Linked DNA regions of Rattus norvegicus: region 2 is linked to region 1. Evidence: chromatin contacts called from public Hi-C data. All regions are on one chromosome and are shown on one strand. The core of a region is the stretch at or near the end of the contact, and the rest is flanking DNA. Distances in the headings are between cores, read along the strand shown.

What was found. A called contact is a pair of places that touch in the nucleus more often than the background predicts.
Region 2: a contact with region 1 is called in a Hi-C map of the A7r5 cell line, with 7 times the contacts expected there. The contact joins two enhancer-like sites. A contact is called at or near these places in 4 of 12 Hi-C or Micro-C datasets (the A7r5 cell line, the Rat2 cell line, Schwann cells and 1 more).

The regions. Positions count from the first base shown.
Region 1 is chr5:103,526,889-103,531,655 of GRCr8, reverse strand. The region is part of intron 2 of LOC108350993 (a long non-coding RNA gene); the gene reads right to left. Among named protein-coding and RNA genes, the nearest start is that of Bnc2, 530 kb to the left of the region's middle. Within about 2 kb of position 2,740, at least 3 of the 93 cell types and tissues checked have an H3K27ac peak or open chromatin away from gene starts, as enhancers often do. A contact at or near this core is called in the A7r5 cell line, where this site is marked.
Region 2 is chr5:103,996,150-104,000,916 of GRCr8, reverse strand. Bnc2 (basonuclin zinc finger protein 2) reads left to right here. Exons shown (of 7, transcript NM_001106666.2): 3 at 1,706-1,906. Among named protein-coding and RNA genes, the nearest start is that of Bnc2, 63 kb to the left of the region's middle. Within about 2 kb of position 2,431, at least 23 of the 93 cell types and tissues checked have an H3K27ac peak or open chromatin away from gene starts, as enhancers often do. A contact at or near this core is called in the A7r5 cell line, where this site is marked.

The DNA of each region.
Region 1 (4,767 bases), core at 1,491-3,990:
CTCAAGGTCATGTTGGCAGGTTTGCGAAACTCACTGTGTGGTGGGCATGGCAGCAAAACATAGATGGGGAGATTGAAGAGTCTTGACTGGACCCCTGGCGGATGCTGTGCCAGCTTTGTGCCCTTGGGTAAATGACGTGCAAGCTTTTTGAATTCCATAAAACAAAGCTAGCAAGACTTTCTCTGCAGCACCATTTTTAATTATTGTGATTAATTCTTCGAAACGTTGCAGAATACACTTTGGCCATACTTACTCCTATTCCTCTTCCCTCCTCCCTGCCCACCTCACTTTGTATCTTGTAAAACAAAACAAATACAAATACAAACAAAACCACTAAAGCCAATTTGTGCTGCCTAAATACTCCTAGGTGTAGGCCATCTGATGGAATGCGGTTGACCCCATACTTGAATACCTTCTTCTCCCAGCAGCTGTTAGTTGCTAGTAGTGGGCTAGGGGAGGGACCTCATGACCCCCTCCCACCTCCGTACTGGGATATTATATGACTTAATTCTGCACAGGTCTCGTGCATGACGTCACAAGACAGTTACAGTGGAGTAACCCACCACCTCTGGCTCTTACAATCTTCTCAGCCCCTTTCTCAATGATCCCTGAGCCTTGGGAGGAAAGGGTTTGATGTGGACATCTCATTTAGGGCTGGGCACTCCCCAGTGTTGTATTCTCTGTACATTGACCAGTACCCCTTAGCCACCATCCACTGGGAAAAAATACAGTACTCTCCTGAGGGTGAGAGTTCATATACTATAAGGATATAGACAAAGCACACTGCAGCCTTTGGTGCATCATAGATGCTTAATAAATGCCCACTCATGGGGATCTCTGTATGTGGATAAATTGGGGCTGGTATCACCATTTGTAAGTCTGTCTGAAAGTCCCTTCCCTTCCCTCTGCGCCCCAGCTGGACGCTGTCTGTCCTGATGCCTGTAAACATTGCTGAGAAATTGCAAACGATGTTCTTCGGGGGCAAAGTTTTACCTCTACTAGCCAAAGAGAGCCTTCCAGAACTTCTCTTCCACTGTTTCTCAGAGAACAGTGTTATTGTTGGGGAATTGTGCTCATAATTAGGGAACTTGATCATTTTGGTGATACTATTTCCCCAGGGGCTCAGTACACTTGACCTGCACGAATGGGTTTACTCTCTGCTGTGACTTCTCAGGTTTTTCTTCTTGTAGGGATGGGGTAAATGAAGTATACCTATGAGTAGAGTCTCCAAGTTAGGGCCACACAGTACTCTGCCCTCCCCAGCAGACTGCCTGGGAGGCTCGATCTCGGTTTCTCCCCAGACAGACTAACACACTTATTTCATCAGTTGATTTTGTTGATTCTAAGCCACACAAGGCACTAGAAAAGCTGTATTTTGTGGTCATCCCAGTTTGCCTATGAAAAGCAGATGACACAGTTGTATGGCACTGACTCCTCGAGCACGGGTTAGTCTGAGAGCAGCCGTCTGTGTTTATTTACTTTAAGGGAGAAAGTGGTGAACGGATCTGCAAGCTGGGTGCATCGTGAAGACTTCAGGCGCTGTTCCCGAAGCTTCTTCCTTCCTGTGATTTGCTCAGGACAGAGAAGGGGAGACACACATCCTGTACTGTAGATGGCTTGCTCCCTACACCATATGTGTGCTCTCTCTCTCACTCTCGCTCTCTCTCTTACTTGCTGCTTTTTTCCCCTCTTTGGGTCCAGACCAGTTGTCCTCAGGATGGGAGAGAATGATTGGGACCTCACTGACAGCCCTGGGGACAGATCTGGGCTCTAAGCAGATGGTTTCTGCCAGGGGAGGGGAGGGAAATTCCTGATACAAAAACAAGATAACTGAAGGAGAAAGGCAAGAGCCAAAATCATGCCCGGAATGTAGGGAATTCACAGGGATGATAAAGAAGATGCAGACAATGCACAGAACAGGGAGTGGGCCGGCCCCCATCTCTACCTCTGCTTTATTCTTTCTGAACAAGGAAGCTTCTCTTCCGAGTGGACAGTGGCAAGCCCTCAGGCAATTCTGGCCACCTCATTTCTGACTGACCATGAACTTACGGGATCACGCTGCCCGTGTGTGAGAACGTGTGCATGCCGTGCAATTAAAAAGGAAGTCAGAAGACAGAACAGATCAATGCCTACCGATTCATAATAAGTTCCTCTCTATATATTTATTTATTTTCCTTTTAGCCACTAAAGGAGCAACAGCAAACTTGCAGCGAGCAGTTGTTGCCAGAGGGTGAATCATGGCTATATTGATTTGATTATGTAAAAGCTCAGAGGAACCTCAAGCCAGATACAGAAATATCTCATAGCCCCGAACCCTACGGGACACACACTAGTAAAAAAGCAATCTTTATATTGTTCCTGATAAAAGCATCATTAGTTTCCTCATAGTGAAACCATTTCTCTGCTGATACAGTATATGGTTTTCTTTTTCTCTAGAATCCACTCAGACATAATTAACACTCAGTTACTAGACTTGAGGCTCCCAGGAGTGCGCTGCTCAAGTCAGGGAGGGGTTAGGAGTTAGAGATGGTCAGAAAGAAAGGCTGAGACAGGGTAGGAAAAAAAGGGAGACAGAAAGGGGCTGAGAAGAGATGAGGGAGGAGAAAGAGGGAGGTCGAGGCAGTGGGCGGGGGCGGGGGGGTGCTAGTATGGAATTATCCCTCTTCAGTGGTTTTGAGCATCCCCCTGTCTGGCTTGCACAGCGCTGTGAGCGCCGGCGCGGTAGCGCCCTCTGCTGGGCGTGCTCACTTTCCCAGCCTTGGAGTCCCACGGCCGACCGGGAAAGCCCCATTCTGAAGGAACACTCTTTCCACACTTCTGCTCTTTGCTCCCTTAAGAATAACGCTTCAGACATCACCTTCCAGGGAGGCATCTTGGCTGGTACCTCTGCAGACAGTCAAAAGCTGACAAATGCGCTGTTTGCTACAGCTGCAGGGGCAGCAGCGGAGCTCCATCGCCTTTGAAGATCCGGGTAAAGAGCCTGGCTGAAGCATTCCTGGAAACAACTGGGTGGAGTTTGATAGAGCCAGACATTTTAAGGGTTGAGGAAATGGAAGTTGGGAGCAGCAAAGACTCCTGGTTTTGGGGCTTCATGATTCCTGCTAAGGGACATCCTGGCCACCTGTGGGGGTGGGCCTGTGGCCCAGGGAACCCGCATATCAGAGAACTCTGATGATCTCTGCCTGGGCTTCAGCCTCCAGCCTTAGGAGAATAGACATGCCCATTGTGCTCACCAGCCTGTGCATTGCAAACAAATAATGACCCTCTCTGAAAAGGGAAATCGTTGATTTAAAATTCTTAGTTTGGAGGGTTTGAATGTACAGAGAAGGAAGAAACCAGGCCCCACTGGAAGCTTACCCTAGCATCCTGTTTATGTTAGAAAACCCAGGGCAAGCACACACATATACACAGTGGCCACGGAAGCATAAATAAACGAATGAACACTTTTCACACATAGATAGGGACACAACCAGAACCAAACTCCATCGTGTCTTAACACCGTCTCACAATGGTGGCAGCTTGCTCCTCAGCCCTGTCCTCAAAGGTCTTTCTCCTGTGTTCAAACAAAGCCTGTGGGGGTGGGGGCAGAGGGGAGAAATGGAAAACCCCCTCAGTGTCTGAATAGGACTTCACTGCTAACTCTGGGGGCCCAGCCTGGTGCAGCTTCCCAGACAGCAAAGTCCCTGTCCTCTCAGAGACACCTGTCTGTTGAGTTCACACAAATCATAAGGGATTGTAAAAATAAGAAACCAGAGAAGTTAAGGTGCACATCACAGAAGACTGGTGAGCCTGGTGGTCAACAGCATGGCTCTGAGTCATGGAGCCTGGGGTGCCTCCACTCATTTGCTAATAGTGTGCCTCTATCTCACTGTGAGCAAATCGATGGCAGCAGTCATAGCCCTTACAGTCATAAGAAGTGGGTTGATAGTTCAGAATCCTTCAGAACAGTATTCAACACATGGCAACCACCACGTGAAGATTTCAACAAGTAAAAGTGCACAATCCAGGTTGGTGGGTAATTCTCACGAATCATCCTGAGAGCCTTTTCTATATCCCTCATGAGGTAAGAAGAAATGATGAGGTAGACACATCCTCTTGTAGTCTGAGTCTATTCCCATCCCTCATTGGCAATGGCTATTTGGATGTTAAACCCATATGATACTTGACCTTTGGAAAGTCAGCTTGGGAAGCAGGCTTCACCTGAAAAACACTTACACAATTCCCAAGACCTTATTTAGTATACATTATTTTTTTAAAGTCAGAGAGTGGCGACATTTTATTCTCGTTTGAAAGAGCAATTTGAACCTATTTATTTTTACCTCTCTTTTAAAACTTAGAATTATAAAAAATAAAAAGGTCAAACTCTTAATAAGTATTAGATTGGGTGGTGGTTTGAACAGGTTAGGCTCCCATAGATTCATGTGTTTGTTTGGCCACGGGCAGTGGGACTATTAGGAGGTGTGGCCTTGTTGGAGGAAGTGTGTCACTGCAGAGGTGAGCTTAAGGCTTCCCATGCTCAGACTCTGTCCAGGGATGACAGTCTCCTTCTGGCTGCCTTCAGATTGTGATGTAGAACTTTCAAGGTCCTCCTCCAGCACCATGTCTGCTCTCACAATGCCACATTTCCTGCCATGACAATGATCTAAACCTCTCAACCTGTAAGGCAGCCCCAGTTAAATGTTGTCCTTTATAAGAGTTGCCTTGGTCATGGTGTCTCTTCACAGCAATGAAACCCTAGCTAAGGCAGATTGCCTTTTTAAAGGAAAA
Region 2 (4,767 bases), core at 1,182-3,681, 470 kb before region 1:
GAATATTTTTATTGACCACAGGTGGACTTAATATATTTTAAGGCAACAATTCTTTGGGTTCTTGTATGTCTCCTTTCAGATATTGAATTTGCTTCTTTTGAGACTTTTTTGTGCTTAATGGTGGTGAACTGGAGGGAAGTTTAACAGAAAAGCTTTCAGGAGATGTCAGTTCTAGAAGGGAAGGCACATTTGTGTCAACATAGTGTACGTTTGCTCATCTTTTCTCATTGTCCACTAATGACACGGGCTGCCATCGAAACGCTTTTCTGTTTCTTTTGTTGTTTCTGAGAGGAAGGTTTATTGTTATTCTTTAGTTAAGAAGGAGCAAGCAGAGTGCTACATTTGTCCTCAGTGTTTGTAAGTGGCTGAAGATTAATGTGCCTTACATTTTAAGTTTAGGAAGGATGGCTTTTTCCTGCTGACTCCTTTTATGAGATAGCATGAATTTAGCTTTCCATTTTGAAGTTACAGTGTTTATGTACAGTGGATTTTGTTCAGTTCTGCCTTTCCATAAATAAGGAAGATAAATACTATCTAATAAATGGTTGTTTTGTTTTAAAACTGGTCTAATTAAAAATATGACCTGCTATCAAGGTTATATTTCACAAGGCAAGGAAATATTATAGAATTTTCCATAGAGATCCTGAATGAAAAATGGAGTTTTTATATGCATTACTTTTTGCCTGAAATAAGACAGGCTTCCTTTTTTTCTTCCTCTTTTGCCCTGTTTTATGATGTAAAAGGTTGATGTAGATGCCTTACCTGAGAACTTTAACAAAGGATTTTATTCTGCTTGTGAGCTTTAAGAAAAGGTATTCATTTTTTCGTCTCCGCCTTCAGTGTCTCTTTATTTAACCTTCGGTTTGGTAGTTAATGGCCTGAGGTGCTGGATATTAAGTGGTATATGTTTATTTTTGCATATGTTTACTGTACATCTTCCATGTTTAACTGGTAGCTTTGCTTGTTCACCCTTTAGAATAGAAGGTCAAATCTCTGTATATTATTTTCTCTATGAGTTTATATGTGGTTATAAATAGCCTAGCATTACGGTGTGACTTGTGGCAGCTAATATTAAAAAAAAACAAAAAAGCAAACACTGAGCAAACTTTATGTTCTCCTCCAGATGAATACTTCACTCGCTTCCAGTGTAATTAAAAAATATTTAAGTCTCATAGTTTTACAAGTGTTTAAAGGAAAGACTGGTGCTGGATATAACATGTTACAGCAGAAAGCATTGTTGGGGAAAATTTCCAGGGAAGGGCCCTGGCTCTCCCTGGCCTTGTGGACAGTGTCCGTGGCATTTCGTGGAGTACGCATGAGTGTGTATCTATCTGTGTATCTGGAGAGGGGTTCGTGCAGGGTGTCATTTGGTGCCTGACAGTGGAACAGTGCAGTTGACTCCTAGCTCTGCTATCCAATGACATGCAGTGGCTGAGGGTTTGAAGCTGATGGTTGGGTCTCCAGTGCTGCCCGCACACCTGACAGGCAGCTGTTAAACCGAGCAAAGGCAAGCTAGGGGAGTCACAATCTATGCATAAATGATAGGGATATCTGTGCAGAAGGTGCGAAGGAAGCTCTGACCCCCCTCCCTCCCCCAGATCTCCCCCTTCCCAAATGAAATGCACAGTTCAGCCAGCTTCTTAACTACACTATACTCCTGCTCCTGGCTGCCAAGAAGCTCAAAAAATCCACCTTCACTTTTCAGTCAGAAGAGGCAGAAGTGGATGTGAGAGAAAGAGACACACAGAGAGACAGAGAGCCAAAGAGGGCAAGAGACTTGACTTTAAGAGACTCCTGTACTGACAACTCCATGCAGTTCGGAACCAGAACGACTGCGGCTGAACCAGGGTTCATGGGGACATGGCAAAACGCTGATACTAACCTCTTATTCAGAATGTCCCAACAGGTAAGTTACTTTCATTTTTTTAAAAAAAAAGAAATCTCGAGTTGTTATTTGCCCTTTTCTTCCTGCTACTTTTCTTTCTAAATGTTTTTGAAATTTAAAAATATATATATTGTGATTTCTGTGTTACTGGAATGTGCAGTGTTACTTCATGGCTTCCCCAAGGGCTCCTTAAGGAAAAGGGGGAAAGGACATCGAAGTTAGAGAAAGCAAAGGCATTTGTTGCAAAGTTTCACCCTGTGCAGCCTGGGTCCTGCGAAGCCTTAATTTATTTCTTTGTTTCCCGCTAAAAAGAGAAAAAGCCAATACTTAACAAATGTATCTTTGTGAAAGACTTAGTCAAAGTGTCTGCTGTCTCTAAGTAGGTCTTGCAACGAACAGTCAGAAAGCGCGGGCCCCTCACAGCAGCGGGTCTGACTTCTGGTGTCTGGAGCAGCTGGACTCAGACCTGAGCGAGGCTATGCAGGCTTCCCTGCCGGCCGGGTCAACCCGAAGGGCGGCAGGCTGCGCTCCCGCTTGCTCTCGGCCTCCGTTCCGGTTCTCGGTGGCTTCACTCTCCCCGTGCTCCCCTGGCCGCGGCGCAGCCGCTCGGCTCGCCACCCGCCAGCCGCCCGCCGCCCGGCGCGGTGCACTCACACTCGGCGCGGCCCCTGTGTTCTCCCAGAGCCGCTTCTCGCTCAGCCGCCGCCGGCAGCTCGGCTGCTACCCTGCCGGGAGAGCCGCCCGGAGAGCGCCAGGCCAGCGGACGGATAATTAATCACCCGCAGCCGTCCGTACCAAGCGCTCGGTGATTTGCGCCCTGCGCGCCCGGCTCCTCTTGCACAATTGCTGGCTCTGCGGCTCCGCGGGGGAGCGAGGGTAAGAGGAAGCGAAGGGGAAACAACCCAGAAACTTTCCTCTTGGACTGTGCTCAAGTGAGGGAGGGAAGTTCCCTGGTGCCTCCCTCCCAGACACGTCTTGCTTTTCAGAAGCCTACCCCAAACCCATACAAAGCAAGAGTTAGTTTATCATCCACGCAGCACCAAAGTAGTACTGACAAATGCGCTAGGATGTTAAGTAGATGGCGGCTGTTTAAAAAAATGGTCTTGCCCCACTCCCTTAAAATACTGCAACTGCTATTTAAGCTTTTTGTATGTAAGAGTTCGCGGAAATTGAATACTTTGGCGTGGATTTTCAAATGTTTGGTAACGAAATAAAGAAAACAATTTTCAAGGCTGTAAACTGTCACAAGTTTAGGAATAACATTTGCCAAAGAGAGTGCATAAAGCCCGGCTCTTGTAACATTTAATTGGTAAACAGTTTTATCAACCAGTTTTAGATAGGAGAAATGTATTTGAATAAGGTGTATTTTGACATCCTGTAGAGGGACCCTGATAACTGCTGATCCAGTAAGCTGGGATTTAAATGCAATCAACATAAACCCAGTAAGCAACTCTTTATGTGCGATCCTTTTTTTTTTTTCCTGAAAAGTCCCTTTCATGTCTGACAGAGATGCTTCTTGTCTCTGCCAAACGCTTTGCTAGGTGTTTTTCTGAAGCACTTTTCTGTCTGGGTGACTCTCTCTCTTGTGGTTGGAACACGGTGTGTTTTCACTGACCTTAGTACCTAATAACTTGTGTCCCACTTTAAAATTTAGATACTACCAATCCTGGTTTTCCTTGAGTTAGCGGAGTGTGTGTGTACATGTATGCTTTGAAAGGTTAGATTGCATTTTTTTCCCTCTAGTGAAAAAAGAGTTAATAAAACAGATAGAGATAATGATCAATTGATAAATGGCTATTGAACCACATAGATGGTGTTAGATTGCTGCTTTGGCACTAGCCCATTTCCAAGTAGATTTGCATCTAAGGAGACTTTTAACTGGTGGAAAACATTTAGGATTAAAAGAAATAAAAGCAAATTACACAAAAAATAGGTCAGGATTAGGAAAATAATTTAAATTTCTTATAGAGAAACTTGTATGATCATCGAGGTGTTTTCTGTGTGCCTGCTGGGTACATACAAAGATCTGTTTTGTATGTACCTGTATGAATGCATGCATGTGGTGAGCATCAGTGCCTGTGAGGAGAATAAAGACACAGGCTAATGAACAGGTTATGACACAGGGCACTGTGACAAAGCATGAAAACCACAATCTTAAAAAGTATTGCGATTACACCATTTTACTGCAGTTCCTTTATTAATTTTTGTTGTCGTTAGGGATGCTTAGCCTCCCATTTACTTTCACAGTCACTAAATATTTACCTTTTGTGCCTCTTGGAAGTCATATGAAAGGGGGTATGTGTTTACGTGTGTATGTGTGTGTGTGTGTGTGTGTGTGTGCACGCGCATGCGCACGCACTTTTATTTCTCTTTCAAGATGCCATTTCAGATTGTGTAGTCTTAAATTCAAATCTGTCTACATATAAAAGTCTGCACTCTGCATGCTTAATGTGTTTGTTTTCCTTATGTGTAGGGATCAGCAGTGCTGGTTCAGAGTATGTGAGTGGGAGAAAGTGTATGCATATGTGTGTGTGTGTGTATGTGTGTGTGTGTGTGTGTACATATGTATGTGTGATAGTTCCTGGAATGCTCTCTCTTAAAGTCAACAATTATGAGGAATCATAGTTTCAATACCTGCATTAAGCAAGCTTTTGCTAAAGATAAAAAAGTTTCTCCAATTTAATCAAGTATGCAGAATTCTATATATCTAATTTTTTAGGCTAGAAACGGCTTTTCTGCTTGATTATTTTAATCTCTTAAAAATTGCTCATGGGGTGAATGAAATCTGTTTAATACAGTTTTTCACAGTTTCCTATCATGGAATAAAAACTAAGACTTCCTTGACTACCTCGTTAAGCATTGGACAAGACTGACGAGTAGAG